2 separate regions of the Anas platyrhynchos genome follow, and region 2 is linked to region 1. The links are chromatin contacts, called in public Hi-C maps. All regions are on one chromosome and are shown on one strand. The core of a region is the stretch at or near the end of the contact, and the rest is flanking DNA. Distances in the headings are between cores, read along the strand shown. Region 1 overlaps SLCO3A1 (solute carrier organic anion transporter family member 3A1). Region 2 has its middle 19 kb from the start of FAM174B.

The links. A called contact is a pair of places that touch in the nucleus more often than the background predicts.
Region 2: a Hi-C map of subcutaneous adipose tissue shows a contact between it and region 1, with 5 times the contacts expected there. The contact joins two enhancer-like sites. A contact is called at or near these places in 2 of 8 Hi-C or Micro-C datasets (skeletal muscle and subcutaneous adipose tissue).

Annotation. Positions count from the first base shown.
Region 1 is chr11:18,680,543-18,684,973 of IASCAAS_PekinDuck_T2T, reverse strand. It overlaps SLCO3A1 (solute carrier organic anion transporter family member 3A1), which reads right to left. Exons shown (of 10, transcript XM_038184934.2): 3 at 1,111-1,209. Among named protein-coding and RNA genes, the nearest start is that of ST8SIA2, 76 kb to the left of the region's middle. Within about 2 kb of position 2,118, at least 1 of the 8 cell types and tissues checked has an H3K27ac peak or open chromatin away from gene starts, as enhancers often do.
Region 2 is chr11:18,841,603-18,846,305 of IASCAAS_PekinDuck_T2T, reverse strand. No RefSeq gene overlaps it. Among named protein-coding and RNA genes, the nearest start is that of FAM174B, 19 kb to the right of the region's middle. Within about 2 kb of position 1,420, at least 1 of the 8 cell types and tissues checked has an H3K27ac peak or open chromatin away from gene starts, as enhancers often do.

The DNA of each region.
Region 1 (4,431 bases), core at 869-3,368:
CATTTGTTTTTCTATAATCTCACGCAGTTCTCTTTCAACCCACTTGCAAACTTTTAACGCTCTGTGGTGAGGAGTTCCACAGCTTCACCTACTGGACAAGGAATGCCTTCTGCATATTCATGTTTCAGAGTGAATTATATTTAATGATCAAGTGCACAGCACTTGATCAAGCAAGCTCCTCTGCCTACAGAACCATGAGAGTCTTTGGCATAGGTGTACAAGGTGTGAAAAGGGGCCACGCCTCTCTGACCAAGCCACAGCTAAAAGTCTCAGCCATCCAAAAACCAAAAGACTTCTTTTCTGCTCATTCCATATTATTAAGATTTCTTCACCTGCCACATACATGTAAGACCAAGAAAGGCCAGCAGCACTTTTCCAGATTCGCACAATTCTTTTCTGACCGCTGCAAGGCTAAACTTCATCCAAACGCATCCTGTGAAGATGTATTTGCAATATCATAAAACTGGAGCACACCCTCACAGGTGACAACACAAAGTCTTAGGTTTGCAGCCTACAGCCAGAGGGCTTGGGGAGCAGCGGAGAAAAGCCTGTTACACATTGCCCTCTAATGGCAAAGAGGGCACAGTGCAGGTAGCAATAAAAATTTGCACATTTTTCTTAACGAATAAAAACAATTTGCCAACAACTTGCTTTAACCGAAGGGCAGAGTCAAGGTGAGCAATAATTAACACTGCTCTGGGAAAAAAACAACAATGCTCTGAGACTGAACTTGGTCATTTTCAGACAGTGTTGGTGTGGGTCTGATGGGTGGGCATCCCCCGGAGTTCCAGGTAGCATCTCTCCAGGGTTCATGCCCTGCTCTGGACACAGCCCCCCTAGCATGACTCCACCCATGCTGCCCTGTGTGCTCTGCCACTGTGATATTTTAATCTTTTAGCCACTACAAACCTGTTGCTTATGGGGATGAAGTTGAAAATAGTTGAATTCTTGTCGAAAAATAAATAAAAACCCAAAAACCTCTAAAAGTGATACACATACATAAGGGGCACTCAAGATGAAATGAGAAGCAGCATCCTACTTGCACGCATCAATGTTGTCATGCTGATACATCAATACACTTGACTTTAAACAAATTCCCTTTCTCCTTACTTGTGTCAATGAAGACAGCATCCACGTAGATTTTGGTACAGAAGGAGCCCAAGATAAATCCACAGGCTGGCCCAAATACCAGCATCGTAAACAGGATCCCTACAAGGAGAGAGAAAATAGAAAATTAGTATTTGGCTCAGATTATTCCTTGCAAGTTGTTCTGCTTGGCTCCTACGAGGCGGCATTGCCCTACTAACACCAAATAGATACAGGTATGTCTCTGTGTCGAGTGCTTCAGACAAAAGGGCACCCTAATGCTTTTTGCTTTTCCACAGCCTTTCAGGAAAAAAGAATAGATGAAGCTGTGATAATGCTGAAGGATTTCTATTGAGCTGGGAAGACTGTGGCCATACACTATGCTCTGGTTGTCTGGTTACTCTGAAGGATGTCTTACTCGAGAGCACGAGGTAAAGTGGACATGTATTCTCCCCACAACGAAGGGAAGCACCTTTGCTACCCCCAGCTAATCTGGGATATTTGCAGAATTTGGATCCAACGAATCTATGAAATCGTGCGTTGTCACAGACTGCTGGGTGAAGTCCCTTTAGAGAGGTAGGAGCCCCCATTCAAACCCGTGAAAGCCTTCTCCCTAGCATGTATCACGTAGCAAATATTCCCCGAGACACACGGCTACTCAGACCTCTCCTGCAGACTCCCTCTTCCTTCAAAACCTGCAGGAAATTGCCAAAGCAATGCCAGGCAGAGAGCTCTTGTGAGACAACGACTTGCTTCTTTAATACAATATTTAGAACCATTTATTCCCACTCCCATTTTGGCCCTGCAGCAGGCACGCCGCCAGCTCTCAGCCATCCCGGGCGGAGCGGCAGCGGGACGCGAGGATAATCCAGAGGCAGCAGCAGCAGAGATAACACAAAGCAGTTGTAAATTAGACAACGGGAGCATATTTAGCGCCTTCACGTGGGACGGACAAACAACAACAAGTCCCTGAGGAGCCTTGTAAGAGGCTTTCTGAAGGAATCACCGGCAAGGCTGAACAGCACGGAGAGGAGCCGCGTGTGCGGTGAGGACAGCATGGCCAGGGACGTGTCGGCCTGTGGTGGTAAGGCCATGTCTTGCTCCCCTAGGACCTGTAAAGCCTCCCCTGGGAGACCCCAGGTGCTGTGAAGCACCTTGTGGGATGTGAAGGAGAGCACACACAGGTTGGAGAGCAGGGGAAGGGCTTTCTGCCCCGTGCCCACCCAGCACCATTGCCCTCCTTCCCAGGGCTACAAAACTTCCCATGGCACTTTATAAAACATCCACGGCGCATTTTTTTGGTCACTAGATGGCATCGGTGTCTGTCACTCGCCCACCAGCAGCGCTGGCACTGTTGTAGTGGAGGAGTTTAGTTTTAACAGAGTTATCTGGCAGGGGAATGGCCACGGCTGTTGCCTTGATGGCACTCCGGCAATGCAACCCCTGTTGCGCTGAAGAGGGACAGAGGTTTGTCTGGGGATGGTTTCCAAACCACAGGCAGAGCTGTCAGACCACGTGTATATAAAGAAAACCACTACCAAAGCGTGTTTCGTGGGGCAATAGGTGAGACAAACACACACACATACACAAAATCCTTCAAGATAAACAAACAAAAACTGGGGAACACCTTCCCTTTTTCCAAAGCAGAAAGGAGCAGAGGCCTTTTGCCTGTGATCCATCAGCAGCAGGGAGATGTAAGCACAGGCAGTGAGCTCAAACAAAAAGCCGACTGCAGGAGAGCTGCCAGATGCAGGCACACACACCCGTCTGTGCCTCCTTTCCCAAGGCTCCCCCTGCAATGGGGGAACGCTGCTCCTCCTCGAGCAATTTGTATTGCATAGCAAACAGTCCATTCAAAACAGAGCCGTGTCCTCAGTTCCTAAAGCACCACCTTTTATATCCTGGCAGCTGAAATCCAGAAGGCATCACTCTGAAATGTTCTCGCTAGAGGGCAATGTGGGATAGGGCAGGGAGCTGAGGAGTTGAGACCTTACAGTAAGGTATTAAATTAACATTCACCTCTAGGGTAGGTGCAGGAAATGCTTGTGTTAATTGTGTTTTTACTTTTTCTACATTTTGTCCTAAAAGCAGGTAAACGGCAGACTCTCCCCATGCCCTTTTTGGTATCCTCTTTCAAGATACCAACAAAACCCTTTGACTGCAGAATTTTACACTTTGTCTCATGAATTGAACAGATCCTGGAAAAAAAACAAGGCATGGGCTGTCACGATCGATAGCCTGGGGCCTGGAGAGAGCTGGATGATGCTCAAGGGTCAGCACAGCACACCACTGGGCAGAAGAAGTAGGCAGTAAGGCAATGTGGATCCTACCTGTGGTTGAACATGTACGTGGAATTCAGCACTCGAGAGGAAATTACCCAAATTAGAATTAGCTTAAGACATCCTTCCTCTTCCGAGAAATTCCGCATGATTGCTCATCACCACCGTTATTAGGAAAACACTTTCCATGTCATCTGCCTGACCACACAACCATGAAGCTGCTTCGTTAGAGAAGCTCGAGTAAAACCTCTTCTCCCAGCCCTGGGGTTGCTGCTAAGGATGAAGATGTCTTAAGCTTGTGGATGGCTTTAACACCACTTGCTAGGGCATTTCCCATCTTTCCCTCTAACTTTTTATTGAATTAGCCTGATTCAACACAGGTGGATGCTAAAGAGCACCAATACCAGGAACAAACAGATCCAAGATCTAATCCTGGCTCCATTACAGCCTCTTGCAGAAATCCCACTGATGGCAACAAAGCTGGCCATCAGTGCGGGATACTCCAGCCTCTTCCCTTTCATTCATAGCTTAAAATTCATTTCCATCGCTCAGAGCTGCACATTTGGTAACAAACATAATCGAGAGAAGGGAAAACAAAGTGAGAAGTGCCAGATCCAGCAGTGCTCTGCAAATACACACCTCCTGCTCTGCACGGCCGGCTGCCCTTCTTCCAGGGGGGCTGTGCTTCCTCCTGCACCCAACATTGCAAGGAGGAGCAGGGCATGTTCCCAGGGTAGCACTATACAAACCACTGGAAAGAAAGATGAGAAAGTTTTCTCCCTTGTGCGGTTTGGTGGGTTTTTAATTTTTATTTTTTAATTTTAATTCTTTCCAGATTATGACAATTCTTAAAAATGCTAAAGAGCTGAGGATTGAAACTAACAAACTTGCTTTGGGACAATTCAAAGTTTCCTTTGGTAACTCAAAAATACTTAATTTCATCTTGGTCCCCTTTAAAGCACAATTATATTTTATTTTGAAAAAGCTCATCATTTTCAGCTTTCCTGTTCTATCCCTTTCTGCCACTCCTATTGCCCTTGGAAAAGTCAGGCTGAAAAAAAAAAAA
Region 2 (4,703 bases), core at 171-2,670, 160 kb before region 1:
CAAAAATGCCTGGTGTTTTGTGTGAACAGGGCAGGACTCTGGATGCCTCTGGCTCCAGGCTGCAGCTCAGTGCTGTGGTCTGCAACATGCAGTGAAACTGAGAGATTTGGGAGTCAGCCTTGGGAGCTCACTGGCAGACCCAAATGCTCTGGGCTTACAAGCAGTGAGTGACACCTTGCTGTAGTGCAGAGAGAGACATAATCCTCCCCTTCCCACCAGGGTTCCTGCCCCTGCTCATCAGAACCTCATCCAAAACCACAAAGCTCGTGACTCACTCAAAGCCTTTTCTTCACTGCTCCGTGACCACAATCAGCTTCCCTCTGGGGAAATCCATGCCATAGGAAGTATTTTCGAGGCATTTTACAGCCGGGTGAACTGAGACGGGATGAAGTGAGTTGTTTGGGGCAGAGGTGGAAAGGGGCGTGTATGTTCTCACTCCTCCATCATGACCATCAGCTCCATCTGTCAATCCATCAGCTCACAATGCCAGGCTCCAGTGTGATTCCTATTAGTCTGCAAAGTGCTGCGTGTTGATGTTTTGGTTTGATATTTAGAGAGCTCTATGGAGATATTTAATTAGACAAAATTAATTCCTTTGAGAACAACCTTCTGGCAGCACTTTGGAAAATGCTAGGAAGCTTGTGTTGTTCTGACACTTAAAAATTGGCATTAGCCACTTCCTAATTTATTTCTAAGAGGACAATCAAATCACATCATCCCCCAGGTCAAACGATAGCTGCGTCTTGCCTGCCAGACACGCTACCAGAAGATGAAGTGCCAGACCTCCTCCTTAGAAGCCACTTCCCACAGCTGCCAAGCCCTTTACTCGCTGTTGTTACCCTGAAAGGCTTCCCTTAGCTCGAGCTGCCTCTGTCCTCTGGCCACGACACTCTCTGTCCCTTTTTGCTGCTGCACGTTCTCCACAAAGGTGTCATGGTGCTGATCGGAGGCGACAAGCAAATGTCTCCGCTGTGCAGAATGGCATCAGTGTGTGGCATTTGAGTGCTGGCGATCCCCCCACGTCAGGAGAGAAAGGAGCCACACGAGTCAAAGCACCCAGGGGCAGGGCGAGCGCAAGCTGTGGGCACACACACATGGAGGCCACATCTCACCAGCAGCTTTGTCACCTTCCCAGTGCCCGTGGGCTCTGGTGACAACCAGAGGGGGCATGGCAGGGTGGGAGCAGTAGCGGTGACCTACATGCCATGGCCTCTTGGGCTCAGTTACATCAGAGAAGAGCCCACTGGGGTCAGTGGCTGGCAGAAGAGCCGTGTGAAACCATGCATCCTCCTACCACAGACCACTTCTTTAAAACAGGTCCCAGCCTTCTTCTTCTCCCTGGGAGTTTTCTGCACTTCACGTGCTTCTCTGTAGGAAGCAGAGGGTTGAAGCTGCACCAAAAGCTACAGTGGTTAGCCCTCTTCTGGCACAGTCTGAGCAATGCAGCGGTAACAAAGGGATGCGTGCCACGGTGTCTGCTTCATTCAGTCTCCTCAGTTCCCTTTCATTTTCTCCAAAATTAAATTAGGATTTATGTGAACCTTAAAAAAAAATCCACTCCCATCAAGCCATACAGCAAAAAGGAAACTATACTTAAACACTTAATTAGGGAATGTCTGAAGAGTGCTCTGCAAGTGGTATGTTGCTGGCGCACGCTACGCATTTGGTATTTAAATATAGCTGTATACACTCCCTCGGCCTCCTGAACTGCCGAAAACCTCCTAGCAGGTGATCACAAGCCTTTCTATAATTGAAATGAACTTAATCCTGACAAAAATGTAGCAGCAGCTGCTGTGAAAGCTGTGGCTGCTTTCCAAGTATTTCTTACATTACTCTGGTTTGTATATTAAAAAGAGGCTGATTGCTGTGTTGCAGATTCCTGCCACAGAGTGTCTCTTTACAAGAAAGCTGTTGTGTTTTAGATTTAGGGGCTTTGTTGTATTTTTCATAAGAACAGTTTTCTCTCGTGTGATGATTGCCATGCAAGGATCTGAGCTGCTCAGATATTAATTACTTATGGCCTGCAACAATACTCTAAAGTAGCAGTAAAATATGGATATCCCCTCTCCCTCTCACACACACATGCTGGAGTGACACACGTAGGCAGTTGCATACTTACACACGAATATGGTGCAATACCAAGCTCGATATTGCAAAGCCAAAGCCAACAGAGCTTTTAAATTCCTGGACCACACCGATGGGACCTCCTGACTGCCCCGGAGTCCTCCTACAAAACAGGGCTGGCTCTGCACAAAGCATCTTTCATTTCAAAGCTTCCTCAAGCGCTCCGGCATGCCTCCCCTGGGTGAGCGCTGGGGGGCCCACACTAAAGGCTGTTCGAAATTTACGGGGAGAGACATTTTGTGCCTAAGACTGCCAGAGAGGTTGGCTGAAGCAATGAAGGAAATGTTTGTCGCTGCCTCAGCCCCAGTCACAAAGTTAGATTTTGGACAAAAATGGGGTATTGGGCTGAAGAGGGAAGGGCAGAGCTCCGTTTGGAGGTGGAAGAGGTGAGCCGCCTGCTCAGACAGAGGGACAGAGGCAGCAGGCAGCCAGAAGGAGACAGAAGAAACACCTGAAACTGAATCTAACATCCGTGCCACGAATCTCTGCTTGGATCCCAACGTGCTGTGAATTGCTGGGACAAGCAGCAGCTCCTCACCTCGTTCCTGACTGCTGGCTCCTGTGTGAGACCTCACCAGCCTGGCGTGGCTCCTCCGAGGCCGCTGGTGCAGCCCGACCTCCCCTCTACCATCTCCCTTCTTTCTCTCATTTCCCGGGGTCTCTCTTGGCTTGCTGGGCCGTGGTGACACCTGGCATTTGTGCACCACCACAGAGCAATGTGCCCAGAAACTTTTCTGGCAAGGAGAAACGTCTTCCCCTCTAACCTAGCAAATTGTCACCGCTAGGCATCTGGGAAGAGATGGGCTCATAACTTTCACAACAGCTTTCCCAGAGCAGGCAACGAGCTCCTGCTCCCCCAGAGCCACCACAGGAATGAGGGGACAGAATTTGAGCAATCAGGGCTCCTGCAAGCTCCACCACCCAAGTGAGGGGCTGGGGAACCACTCTGCTGCCAGTGCTTTGCCCCAGTGCTTTCACACGGTGCAGCTCCCTGCTGCCAGCCCCGCTCTGCAGAGCCGCATCTGCTCCCCCCGTGTCTGCTTTATGGCTTAGGCTCCCAGCGTGGAAAACATTGACTCAATCTTATTCAAACTCTTTTTTTGCCCCGAGCAAGCCAAGACACACACTCTCATTTTTAAAGTGTGACTTCTAAGGCTGTTTAAAGGGCAGAACAGAAGATGGTGCTGCTGAGCCAACATATTTTAGCAAGAAAACTTCCTTGGACTTGCTGTCTTTTGACAGCTCCTGTTCCAAAATAACCTTTGTTTAAACTGAAGAGTTGTCAAGGAGATAAGTTTGAGCAGCACAAGAGCTACAGAGAAACATCCCACAGCCACTTCCCTTGTGGAGCAGAGATGTGGTGAAATATTGATGGACCAGCCTCCCTAATTGTATCTCCTACTGAGGGGCTAGCTTGAAATCTGGAGCTCTCCTGCTTTGTATGCGGCGCTGGTGGGATAAAGCAATGGGATCTCTTGCAGAGCTACATGGGCAATTGGTTTGGGATGTATGTGGCTAATGAACAGGCGTCAGCCAGGCAGCTTTGTGGGAGCTAATGAAATGTTCAGTACAAAACGCATCACCTCCAGGTATCATCTGTGCCTCACTCCTGGAGCTTAATCCTCTTCTCTGCAGCTGCCCGAGCAGCCCCACTCTCTGTTTACTGAAGTCTTCTCCATGTCAAACAACAGGAGCAGCGGAAAGAATAAAAGAACTTTTGATCATCAAACTGGGCAAAATGATGTCAAGCTCTTAGGCTGTATTTTTTTTTTTTTCTTATTGGGACTTGTGTTATTCAAAATGCAAGCATGCAAAAGAAAGGCAAATAATTTCCACCCACAGTGCTGGCAGCTACATATTTTCTATAGAGAAATTTTAGCTCAGACTGAGAACAGCAATGGGAACCTTCTTAAGCTCCTTTGTTTTCTAGTTCCAGGGTACCCTCATGCCTCCACAGTTCACCTTCCCTCCAAACAGATTTCAGATGATAACATGCAAACCTGCCCAGGGTACCAGTGGGAAGGCTGCTTATTAGGCTCGCTGGTTCTGGGAAGTTTGGTGGTTTGATGGAAAGAAACATCCTAAATGCAGATGCCTCTTCAAAATCCAATTTACTCGGCAGCTGTAAATGAAGTGGCTGTAAAAGAAGAGGCTGTCTCACAGTATTTCATTTTCTAACTCTTGTGGCACCTGGAAACGCAGCTGAGCATCTAACATAAAGTGATGCTGAGCACGGGGATCACATTCCACGCTGTCCCTTCTGGCAGCTCCACGCTTGGCGAAGTCCATGTGGATTGCAGGGCTAGGAATTAGAATTCATGCTGCATCCCGGCATATCACCACGATGACAAATGAGGTCTCTACCGCTAATTCTTCTAGAAAAGGACGCCGCACGTACATATGCCTGTGGCAGCACAGATGATGACTGCCATCAACAGTCGGAATTCTTCACTGCTTCTGGCCTTAGCAAAATTTTCCAGGCTTGATGGAGCTGCTGCATCTTCTTGTTTTCACTTCTCTGGCTTAGGAGCAAGAATAATATTTACCTATTTTACAGGCCACACTAGAAAGATTAATTA